Linked DNA regions of Sus scrofa: region 1 is linked to region 2. Evidence: chromatin contacts called from public HiChIP or PLAC-seq data. All regions are on one chromosome and are shown on one strand. Each heading gives the region's core, a stretch centred on a gene start, on an enhancer-like site or on the middle of the called end of the contact. The rest is flanking DNA. Distances are from core to core; before and after follow the strand shown.

Region 1 (5,190 bases), core at 874-3,373, 300 kb after region 2:
CTGCGGCCGGAGGGAGGATGCTGAATGCACTGCTTGACGAGCTGCCGGTCCCGTTAGTGATGGTGTAAAGCTGTGTTGCTAACCCACTCCCTCCCCCCGACTGCGGCTAATGCAGCCCCGGAACGCCGTGCACGTCCACGGGCGAGTGCACTTGTAGAGTAATGGAAACGTGTGGAACGTGAAGTCTTCTCGAGCTTTTGCTTGATCATACCAGCAGTGCATTTCCCATCAGAATCACGGGCCTGAAGAAATAAGCTTGAACCAGGCGAACTTGAGGTCAAATCCCCTATACAACTTTTGCAAAGTGTCTGGCAGTAGTTTTGAAAACGAGGCACAATGCTAAGAAAGATTGTAATTGGTTCCTAGATGATGTTTCTAAACATTTAAGTGTATCTTTTCTCTTGTCAATAGATTAAGGCTTTACAGTCTAGTTTTGTTTTTTAACGTTTCTGTTTGAATATATAGTGCCTGCTTTTCTCTGCTTATCTCCCAACCTATAGACTTCTGACACAATTTCAACAGATACCTGCGTCAGTTGTGATCATAAAGAATACTATCAGATTGCAATTGGCAGGGTGTAAAAAGTCTAGAATTGATTATTTGAACACAAGGGAGTGAATTGTAAATTAATTTCTCTGGACCTGAACTATGAAACCTTGTGGTTTAAACCAAAGTTTTATTATGCTATGACTCAGTACATTTATCTTCTTTTATCTTTTCTATACGCTTTCCTCTTAACTTTGTATGTATTTTTATACTATATCATACTGTCTATCGTATTTGACAGGTCTAAGTTAAGAAAGAAATTTTAAATGGATTCACAATTAAGAAGTACACCATAGGGGTTCCCATCGTGGCTCAGTGGTAATGAACCCAACTAGTATCCATGAGGATACAGGTTTGATCCCTGACCTCGCTCGGTGGGTTAAGGATCCAGCATGGCCCTGAGCTGTAGTGTAGGTTACAGAGGTGGCTTGGATCCTGCGTTGCTGTGGCTGTGATGTAGGCCAGCAGCTGTAGCTCCGATTAGACCCCTGGCCTGGGAACTTCATATGCCAAGGGTGAGGCCCTAAAAAGACCAAAAAAAAAAAAAAAAAAAAGGAGGTACCATAAAGTGTGTGTTGTGTTCAGGTGTGTTGGGATGGGACAGAAACTTAGCAGAGGGCCAGATTAAGAGCTAGGCTAAATATAAATAAATAGCAGATTGAATGTGTATTTGCTCCAGGCATAGCAATAGCAAGGGCTAGCTGGTGCTCTAGATTTTTCTAGAGTAATGGGGAGTAGTAATGGGGTTGCTTGAAGCAGTTCTACAGTTGGTTAGACATGGCTTTTGAGGATACTGTAGGAGGAGATTTCCTGTTCTGCAAAGAGGGCAAAGGAAGCAGCAGTGTCGATAGGCCTGAAGATTTTGATGTGAGGGTCATATTGGCAGCAGAAAGGCTGTCTGAATAGTAAGTAGACAGGGTGAAAGATCAAGCAAGCACCTTGGGTTTTTGAAGGCTTTAACTTGAGAGTATACACTGATTTTTGTTAAGCCGATTACTTCAGGTAGAATCTAGCCTATTTCTGGCTAATAGGTAAGATTATAATACTTTATTTTAAGAGCTTTGAGAGAGGGCATATTCTGGATGGGTGTATTTCACTTATTCTTAGTTTAAGGACTGAATTTCAGAGTAGCCAAAATGTTAACCCTGAAGATTTTAAATTGCATCTCTTTTTCAGTTCCTCAGAAAATTTACCTTGTCATCTTATACAGCTCTTTGGCTTTATAACAGCCCAAGAAATACTTTTCTAATGTAAGTTTTTGCATTTTTAAAAAGTAAAAATATAGTTTTAAAAAAGCGTCTCCTTCAGCCTGTGAGAAATTTCTTTTCTTGGAAAGAGGTCAGAAAGATGACCTCTGTGAGTCTCATGAAAAAACCCTTTTATTCTCCAGTGTTCTGGAAAGCTCTTTTTAAAGGAGCAGAATGCTTTCTCTTAACCTTGCTGCATTAGGGTATAAGCATTAACGATGCAGAGGAAGAAAAAAATGTATACCTCTTTTCACAGGACCAAACAGTTGAACACAGAATAAATGCAAAATGGTTATTTTCATTCCTTTGTCCTCATTTTTTTTTTAAGATATGTGTAACACACCAACTTACTGTGATCTAGGAAAGGCTGCCAAGGATGTCTTCAACAAAGGATATGGTAAGTGTGCTATTGTAAATTACCAATTTGGGTAAGCATTAATACTGTATATATTAAGCTATATGGGAGATACTGTACTTGATAAAATGAGGTTAAGTCAACATTAATCTATTTCATAAGATTTAAGGGGATAACTATTAGCAGATTACTAGATCTCTTTTTTTTTTAGAGTTAGAGGCCCTCAAGCATTAAAAACCATTGTGTACATAAGCACATTTGCGTATTTTATATTATCTTTTGGGTGAAATAATATAAATCTGCAATATTTTGCTAGGGCCTTTTGCTAGGCCCTGGGGACAGTTAAAGTAGGGGACATATTTTTGCTCCTCCAAATAATGACAGTGCTTTCATTATTTGAGTGAAGATACAGCTTTTGACTTCTTTGGAGGAACATAGAGTGTTTGAAACCAAATAGACATTTATCTTTGGTGTTTAAATTTTTAATTTTTCGTGTTGTACTCATTTGATTTTTTATTTACTAATAATGTTAATTGTGTATTTTTATATTTAAAGCTTGTGTATATGTCTACATAATTTCTCTTAATTTTGATTCTTAAAATAGTATATGTTCCTTTCATCCATTTGTTTTTTAACTCATTTCAAAAATATGCCTTTAGTATTTTGAGGGACTTAAAAATTATACTTATTTTGTTATAATTCAGTTTCTTGTGGAACTCCCACTTAGTGAGAATACTGTGTATTTTCCATATAAAATGTACTGTGGAGTATTTTCATAATTTCTAAGTTGCAAAGACTAGAGTGCATGTTACATTTTGTACATTACTGTGTTTTTATGTGTGTGTCTAGGGTTTGGCATGGTCAAAATAGATCTGAGAACCAAGTCATGTAGTGGAGTGGTAAGTACTTAATGTATTTTTAATATATTTGACATAATTATCTTAAAGAAACCTGTTTAAAAATCATTGTTTTTTTTTTTTTTTTTTTTTTTTTTTGTCTTTTTAGAGCCGCATCCACAGCATATGGAGGTTCCCAGGCTAGGGGTCCAGATGGAGCTATAGCTGCCAGCCTACACCACAGCCACAGCAACGCCAGATCTGAGCAGCGTCTGTGACATGCACCACAGCTCATGGCAATGCCAGATCCTTAACCCACTGAGTGAGGCCAGGAATCGAACCCACAACTTCATGGTTCCTAGTCAGATTCGTTTCCGCTGCACCATGGCAGGAACTCCTAAAAGTCATTGTTTAGTCAGATTACTTGAATCACATGCTTTTCCTGCTAAGCTGTCTTCCCTACAGTCTTCTCCTCCTCTCAGGGAGACCCTTTGTGTCTGTCATAATAAGAGTGTTCTGAGTCTTATTCTTAAAAGGCGTGGTGTATGTATACACACACACACGTATATATGGGGGCATATATATATATATATATATATATATATTCCCATGTATATGCATTTTTTTTTGACCTATGCCATATCTTTATGCTTTCATGAATATGTATGTGGACACTAAAATCTTTGCCTCCATTATACTGGGTTCATGCAAATTTTATTGTCTTTTTATAAAAACAAAACTGATTTTAATCCTTTCATGATTAGTTGAAACAAATGTAGAAATACATGTAGAAGATTAGTCTACAGTACAGTTTTTATTGATGTTCATGAAATCTTTTTTACTGGAAGTTAAGAATATGGTAAGGGCTTATCAGCATATTGTCACAGCACCTTTAACTAGAGCTTTTATTCAGTAAGTCTCAGCATGTCAACTTGAGAGTCAATTTAGTCTTTGACTTCTCCTTATTGACTGTACCTTTTTTGTTTGGTATTTACCTGTTCGAACCAGTGCAAATTGTATTTCTGGATATAATGATTTAATTATAAAGATAAGAAGCACGTGGAGTAGTTATGGTACTGTGCCTTACATTCCGTATAATCCTGGTTTGTCACTATTATTCTTTCCCTGGGTTTTCCAAGGGTAAATATGTATATATCTGCCCTTCAGGATGGGATTTTGTTATATTGTCTGTTAAAATAGAAAATTTATACTCATTTCGATTAGGGTTTCTAAATTTGCTCAGGGTAGGTTTCTGTTGCAAAAATCAACAACTGAAATTTTTATCTCCCTCTCATGCTGCTGTTGTGTGGAAATATTCATTCAGATGGTAAGAAAAATAGCATATTTGTGTGCTTGTTTTTATGGCTGCTTTTTCTCTGGTACTGATTTAGGATAAATTTCAACCATTGCTCCAAATTTCTTAGATCATATCTTGATATTTTTGTGATACGTCATCTATAACAGTAACATGTTTATGAGTGTTTTGTTGTATACTAGCATTTAATGGAAAACTGTAGATATTATATGCATGTTATAAATAAAAATTTTACACTAGATAATTGTTTTATCTAATTATGCAATTAGACTAGAGTGGAAGTAACTGTGAGACTGGAACTCTGCTTAGGAAAATTCTGACCTTCTCTTTGAGATTTGTACCTCTGGCATTTTAGATTTTTGATAGAGCTTCAGACTAAGAAATGTCTGCTGATAATAAGAAAGAAATGTAGACTAAATACTCTTTTACCTTTTTTGCACGAAAATTAAGGTTTGTATTTGCTAATCTTTCAAGTTTATAAAAGGTACATATGAAAAATAAAGCATTAGGTAGTTAGATATATTAAAAGAAAGCGATATGACCTGTTAAACATGACCAGCATTTATCATTTTTTACCAAGGCCTTGCCTAAGTGTGCAGCATGATACTCTCTTTGAAAGCTTTCTGTGTGGTGCTGATAAACAGATCACAGTTTCCCAGTTGTTTCAACAGCTCATAGAACAAGAGTTGGGAGGAGGGTATTTGGTGAAGGGAGGATTCACACTGCAGGCAGTGAAACAGCTTGGCGGCCTTTGATGCCTGGTGGCAGTATTTCAGAAATGTTCTTTAAAAACAGGGCCAATCAGAATGTTTTTTCCTTGACAGTTGATAGACTGTCAGTGACAGGTGTTGACTGTTGGTATCCCTAGAAGGAGGTCAGTTTCTCATTGCT
Region 2 (4,949 bases), core at 1,840-4,339:
ATTTGAGACTTTCAAAATTGTTCCATCTTTGACACTCAACTCCAATTGTTCTAAAACAGTTTTACGATCCAAGCCATGGGATGAAGACACTGCATTGCATATCCTTTCTTCTGAAGGACGCTGTTTTTGCTTCTTCACTTTTTTGATGGCCTCCAAAATCCACTCCGTATACAGCGGGTTAGCGAGTTTTACCATGGTGAAGGATTCTGTATATCCATAGAGTCGTTATCCCTTATCCTGATGCTGAGCAAGTTTTACACCATGGAAAACAACATTCCCGAAGGCTGGGAACCAGTTAACCATAGCATACAAGTTTTCTGGCCTGAGTCCTTCCTCCTTTCACAAAATAGACTGCCTTCCCACTTTCACTTCAGAAACCAAAACAATCTGTTATTTGTAATGTCTTCAAACTTCCCAACAAATTTCTCAATAGCACCACACATGGGTTTCTTCATAAAGTTGTAAGAACTCAAGAATATCTCATTCCCAGCAGAAAACTGTGCATCTTATGCCTGAAAGACAATTACAACAAAAAATTATAAATAAGCTAAAACTCAAAGAAACACCCCAGTCTTCAAAGCACTCAAATAGCAAGTGTTCACTAAGCACCTGTAGGAGTTTCAACATGTCTCTATCAACATTCCAAAACAATCATGTATGGAAACCACTGGGATAACAAAGAAAAGAAAAAGAAGATGAATAACTAGGATACAATAAGGAATGTACTATGGATGACCTTAGGCTACAACTAACCAGAGGGGTTGCGGTTACTCTGCACTCCACATCTCTGCTCACCAGGCAATGAACTGAAACTCTTCCTTGACATCTTTCCCCCAGAAACTAGTCCGCACTTCAACAAGTATTCTTTAGTAGAAAGAATCCTGCAATGAAAGTAAGAGTGCATCTTTCATCTTGCAAAATTCTAGATATTCAGATTTGGATGAAAATAGTCCATAAGATAGGCAGAAAAACCAAGAAGGAAAATTTAATTATTTCATAAATTAAAAGAAACAAGTACAATTAATGCAAACCAAGTTCGTATTTTATGTACAATATCACTTTAAACATTCCCAATGAAAACAGTGAAAATGGTCAAGTGTAAAAGTGTTTAAAGAATTTCAAAATAATCCAACTTCATTCAAACTTTAAGAATTACATGCTGATAGCTTCTCCAAGTAATATTCAATATGCTGGAGTCCAACAACTGTCAAAACGTTCATAACCAATCTACAGATAAACTAGAAATGAGAAAGGCCCAGAATCACTGGGTTCAAATGCACAAACCGCATATCAAATATACAGTACAGAAAAAAAAAAAAATGTATTGCCGGTCTGGAGTCTAAAGAGTAGAGCTCATAAAGATTCAGGATTGCTGTCCTGGAAGGAACATTAATGAATAAAACAGAAACACAAGTACACATACGTTGCCTCTTCAGGATCAAAGTCAATATTCTCTCAGACAAAACAATCTGGCAGAGGCCAATCTTTTTAAAATCATCGAAATAATGAATGCTGACTCTAATACCGCCTTTGCTTCCAAAAACAGATTTAACTTGACCTAAACGTTTTTGAGAACTTCTCTTATTGTGAGGAGCATTTACATTATAACATAAACAATGCTAGAAAAATGGCTCCCGGAGCAATTACTCTTAAGAGTGACATCAAAATCAAAAGGAAAACTAACAGATACGAGGAAACTGATAGTACTATCAACTCTGATAAGAAAGAAAAGGCCGAGGTAAACATTCAAACCCGAGCCCAGACTTTTTTAAATTAACTGACTGAAAAGAAGCCCCCTGAGAACACTAGGCTTCATTTTGGTGAGAGTTTCGAGAGGTCAGAAATCATAGTATTACTCCTCCAAAAAAGTTCATTATGGAGACAGTAACGCTGAACTAAATGAGCAGCTTCGGCCGAGTTGAAGAAGCAGGGCCCGTCCTAACTGATGAAGCTCACAGGCAAGAGAATGAATGACAATCACTCATTGTCTCTCCGGCCGGGCTCCGAACGCATCTCCAGGTCTGCAAAAGTAAAGCGCCTGCAGACTTGAACTTTAACTCTCGGAAAGTACACCGGCGGCTGAAGAGAAAGCTCAACTCGCTTCCGACAGTCCTGGCCCGGCCTCCATCCCCCACCCCCAAACACGGATTCGCGCTCTCTTTTTAAAGAGCGAGAAACTTTACAAACTTGAAGCGGCACCAGCCCGCGGCTCGCCAACCGGGAGCTGGCGGCTCCCAGCAGAAGGGAACAGAACCCGAGGAGTAAGTTAACAATGAAATCACGTGAAAGAGTTAGAGCGGCACCTCTGCGCTCCCAGCTCCTCCGAAGCCTCGGCCGCACAGAGGCCGGGTCCCGGGCGGCGGCGCGCGGGCGGGCCCGGCAGGTCCGCGCTGACAGCCGCCCGCCGTCCGCCCCCGGCGCTGGGGCTGACAGCCGGGCAGACACACCGCCGCACGTGCGCCCTCGGCACCACAACACGGCCGCCTGTCACCTCCGCGCCGCGCGGCCGCCCGGGCCGAGAGCGAGCGCCGGGAGCGCGGGCGGTGGGGAGGCGCGGGCCGGGCGGCGGGCGGGCGGCCGGCGCAGGGGCCGGGCCGGTGGGCGCGCCCCGAGGGAAAGCCGGACGCCGCACGGCCCGCCCGAGGCTCCGCGGCCTGGGCGGCCGCCGCCGCCCCCTCCCGCTGCCGGCTCCCAGCTCCCCGGCTCGGCTCGCGGAGGCGGCGGGCGCCGCGCGGGCCGCGGGGCGGGGGACCCGGGAGCCGGGCGCCGGCCGGGCGCGAGGGGGCGGCCGCGGCGCCCCAGCCCGAGGCCTGGCGCAGAGCAGCGGGAGGCGGCACAGGCCGCGGCGGGGCCTGCAGCGGCCACCGGCCCCGCGAGGCGGCGGGGCGAGCCCCGGAGCGGCTCGGCCTCGGGCTCGACGCCCGGGGGCGGCCGGGGGCGGCCCCTCGGCTACTTACCGGGGGCGGAGAGCGCCGGGTTCCCGGGGCCCCGGGCCGGACCGCGGAGATGCCCCAAACTGACACGGCCGCCATCTTGGAGACAGTGAGCTCCGGCCGGGGGGAGGGGAGGCGAGGCGGCGGAACAGCCGCGGGGGGAGGGGAAACGTCGCGAGGGAACGGCTGCCTGGGGGAGGGCGCGGGAACAGCCCGGGAGGGAGGCGAGGGGGAGGGGGAGGGAGGGGCCGCACGGGAGGGGGGCGGCCGAGGAGCGGGAAGATCTGGGCCGAGAGCCGGGAAGGGCCGGAGGGCGGGGCGGGGCAGAAGGGAAGAGCCAGCCTGGCCGGTCACGTGGGGCCGGTACAAAAGGCCAAAGCCAAAGTGGGAGGAGGACTGGAGGGGCTGGAGGCCTGCGGCCGGGGGCTCCAGCTCGCCCTCGTTGCGAGGTTCGGCCGGGCGGATACCCGGGCGAAGAAGCTGCTGTCTCCCCATTACACAGCTGGGGAAGCTGAGGGCAGCGCCCGGGTGGGGAGGCTTCAGTGCGGCGCGGAAATCCGGTAGGATCTGAACTCTGATGGCGCCCGTGTTTACAGCCACCGAGCCTCCCTCCGCAGCGCGATGTCCGCGCCCCGCTCCCCCCGCGCCTCCCGGAGCCTGAGGTCTGGAGCTGGGCGGAGGGCGGGGAAGGGCCGCCTGCCCTCACCGTTCCTTCCCGTCTCCTTCTCCCCACACGCCTCAGCCCTTTGCAGGAGAAAGAGCAGGTGCGATGAGAGGGGAGAAGGACAGAAAGTTGGACACCTTACGGGGCCCTCTCATCAGAATGACCTCATTCCCACTCCGAGAGACTTGTTGGACTTTTTGTTGAGCCATTTTTGTGAAGAACCACGTAGGCTCGGGACTGAGACTCGCACAAGGTCACACAGCTGTTGGGTGGCACACATCTGAGTTTGGAGCCTCGAAGTGTCTCATTCCGTCGCCTGTCTTCTGCTGCTGCCCTTCGCAGAATTGCTCTTGTCAGAATTTATGGCTGAACTACGAACGGGCACCTTTCATGGCCTGTCTGTCCAATACTGGCTGCATGGATGTTTCTTTGTCTTTCATTTAGTTGAAACTCCTGAGGCAGAGATTGAGTCATTTCCCTGCCTTCACTGGAAGGGCAGTAAATGACATGCAAAATGCGTGAGGACTTCGTGTGGAAGCGTTTTCCTGCCACTGGTCCTTTTTATCTGCCTTGTGCCCCCCTGCTAGACGGTCCTCCCCAGCACCTCCTCCTTTTATCTCAGCCCTAACTTTTAAAGACCATCCCCTCACTCACTACCTTAACTTTCGTGTTTACTTCCTTTTATGAACTTCTCTAGGTCGACCGTTTTCACTCTTCGCGGGGCGCTTGTTGTGTGGCCTTTCTGCACCTTTGATGAATGCATTCCCAGATATGTTCTCTTCTAGGATGCCTCTTTGCATCGCCAGTGGCACCGTGTTTGTACAAGCAGTACAGATTCCAAAAAATGTTACTGGTGGGTGAACATTATTTCAGCCCGCTAAGAAAGAGGTGGGAGTGAGGGGTTTCCTGGTGGCTGAGCGAGTTAAAGACCTGGCATTGTCACGGCTGTGTCTCAGTTTCAATCTCTGACCCAGGAACTTGCACATGCCAAGGGCACAACTAAAAAAGAGAAAGAGAGGATTTCCATCCCCAAATCAAGCCTGCCTTGTTTATGCCTCAACCTTTACTTTCCTATCTCCATAGTTTTTCTCCACTGTAATCCTTAGCCTATACCATAGACTGTCTAGATCATTCAATAACATAAAAACAATATTTTTCAATTTGATGTCTTAGCAGTGGCAACGATAACAGGTGTGGTGTGATAAGATTTACTGAGTCACCCTTCATCACCTACTGTCAAGCCACATTCCTACATTAGGACGGAAATTTAGGGATAGAAAAATATGAAGGATATTTTCCGTCCTAGATGGATTAGACTCGGGTAAAACGAAAAATATTTGTAAATATTTGCA

The links. HiChIP or PLAC-seq counts read pairs in DNA pulled down with a chosen protein or histone mark.
Region 1: a contact with region 2 is called in an H3K27ac HiChIP or PLAC-seq map of alveolar macrophages. The contact joins the promoter of VDAC3 here to the promoter of KAT6A in region 2. A contact is called at or near these places in 2 of 5 promoter capture datasets (fetal skeletal muscle and liver), 2 of 47 Hi-C or Micro-C datasets (embryonic fibroblasts and heart right ventricle) and 1 of 2 datasets of contacts at active chromatin or transcription factors (alveolar macrophages).

The regions. Positions count from the first base shown.
Region 1 is chr17:11,410,876-11,416,065 of Sscrofa11.1, forward strand. VDAC3 (voltage-dependent anion channel 1 pseudogene 5) reads left to right here and starts at 2,124. Exons shown (of 8, transcript NM_214364.1): 1 at 2,124-2,190; 2 at 2,998-3,047. The coding sequence starts at 2,124.
Region 2 is chr17:11,106,885-11,111,833 of Sscrofa11.1, forward strand. It overlaps KAT6A (histone acetyltransferase KAT6A), which reads right to left and starts at 3,090. Exons shown (of 20, transcript XM_021078038.1): 1 at 2,958-3,090; 2 at 1-512. The coding sequence starts at 195.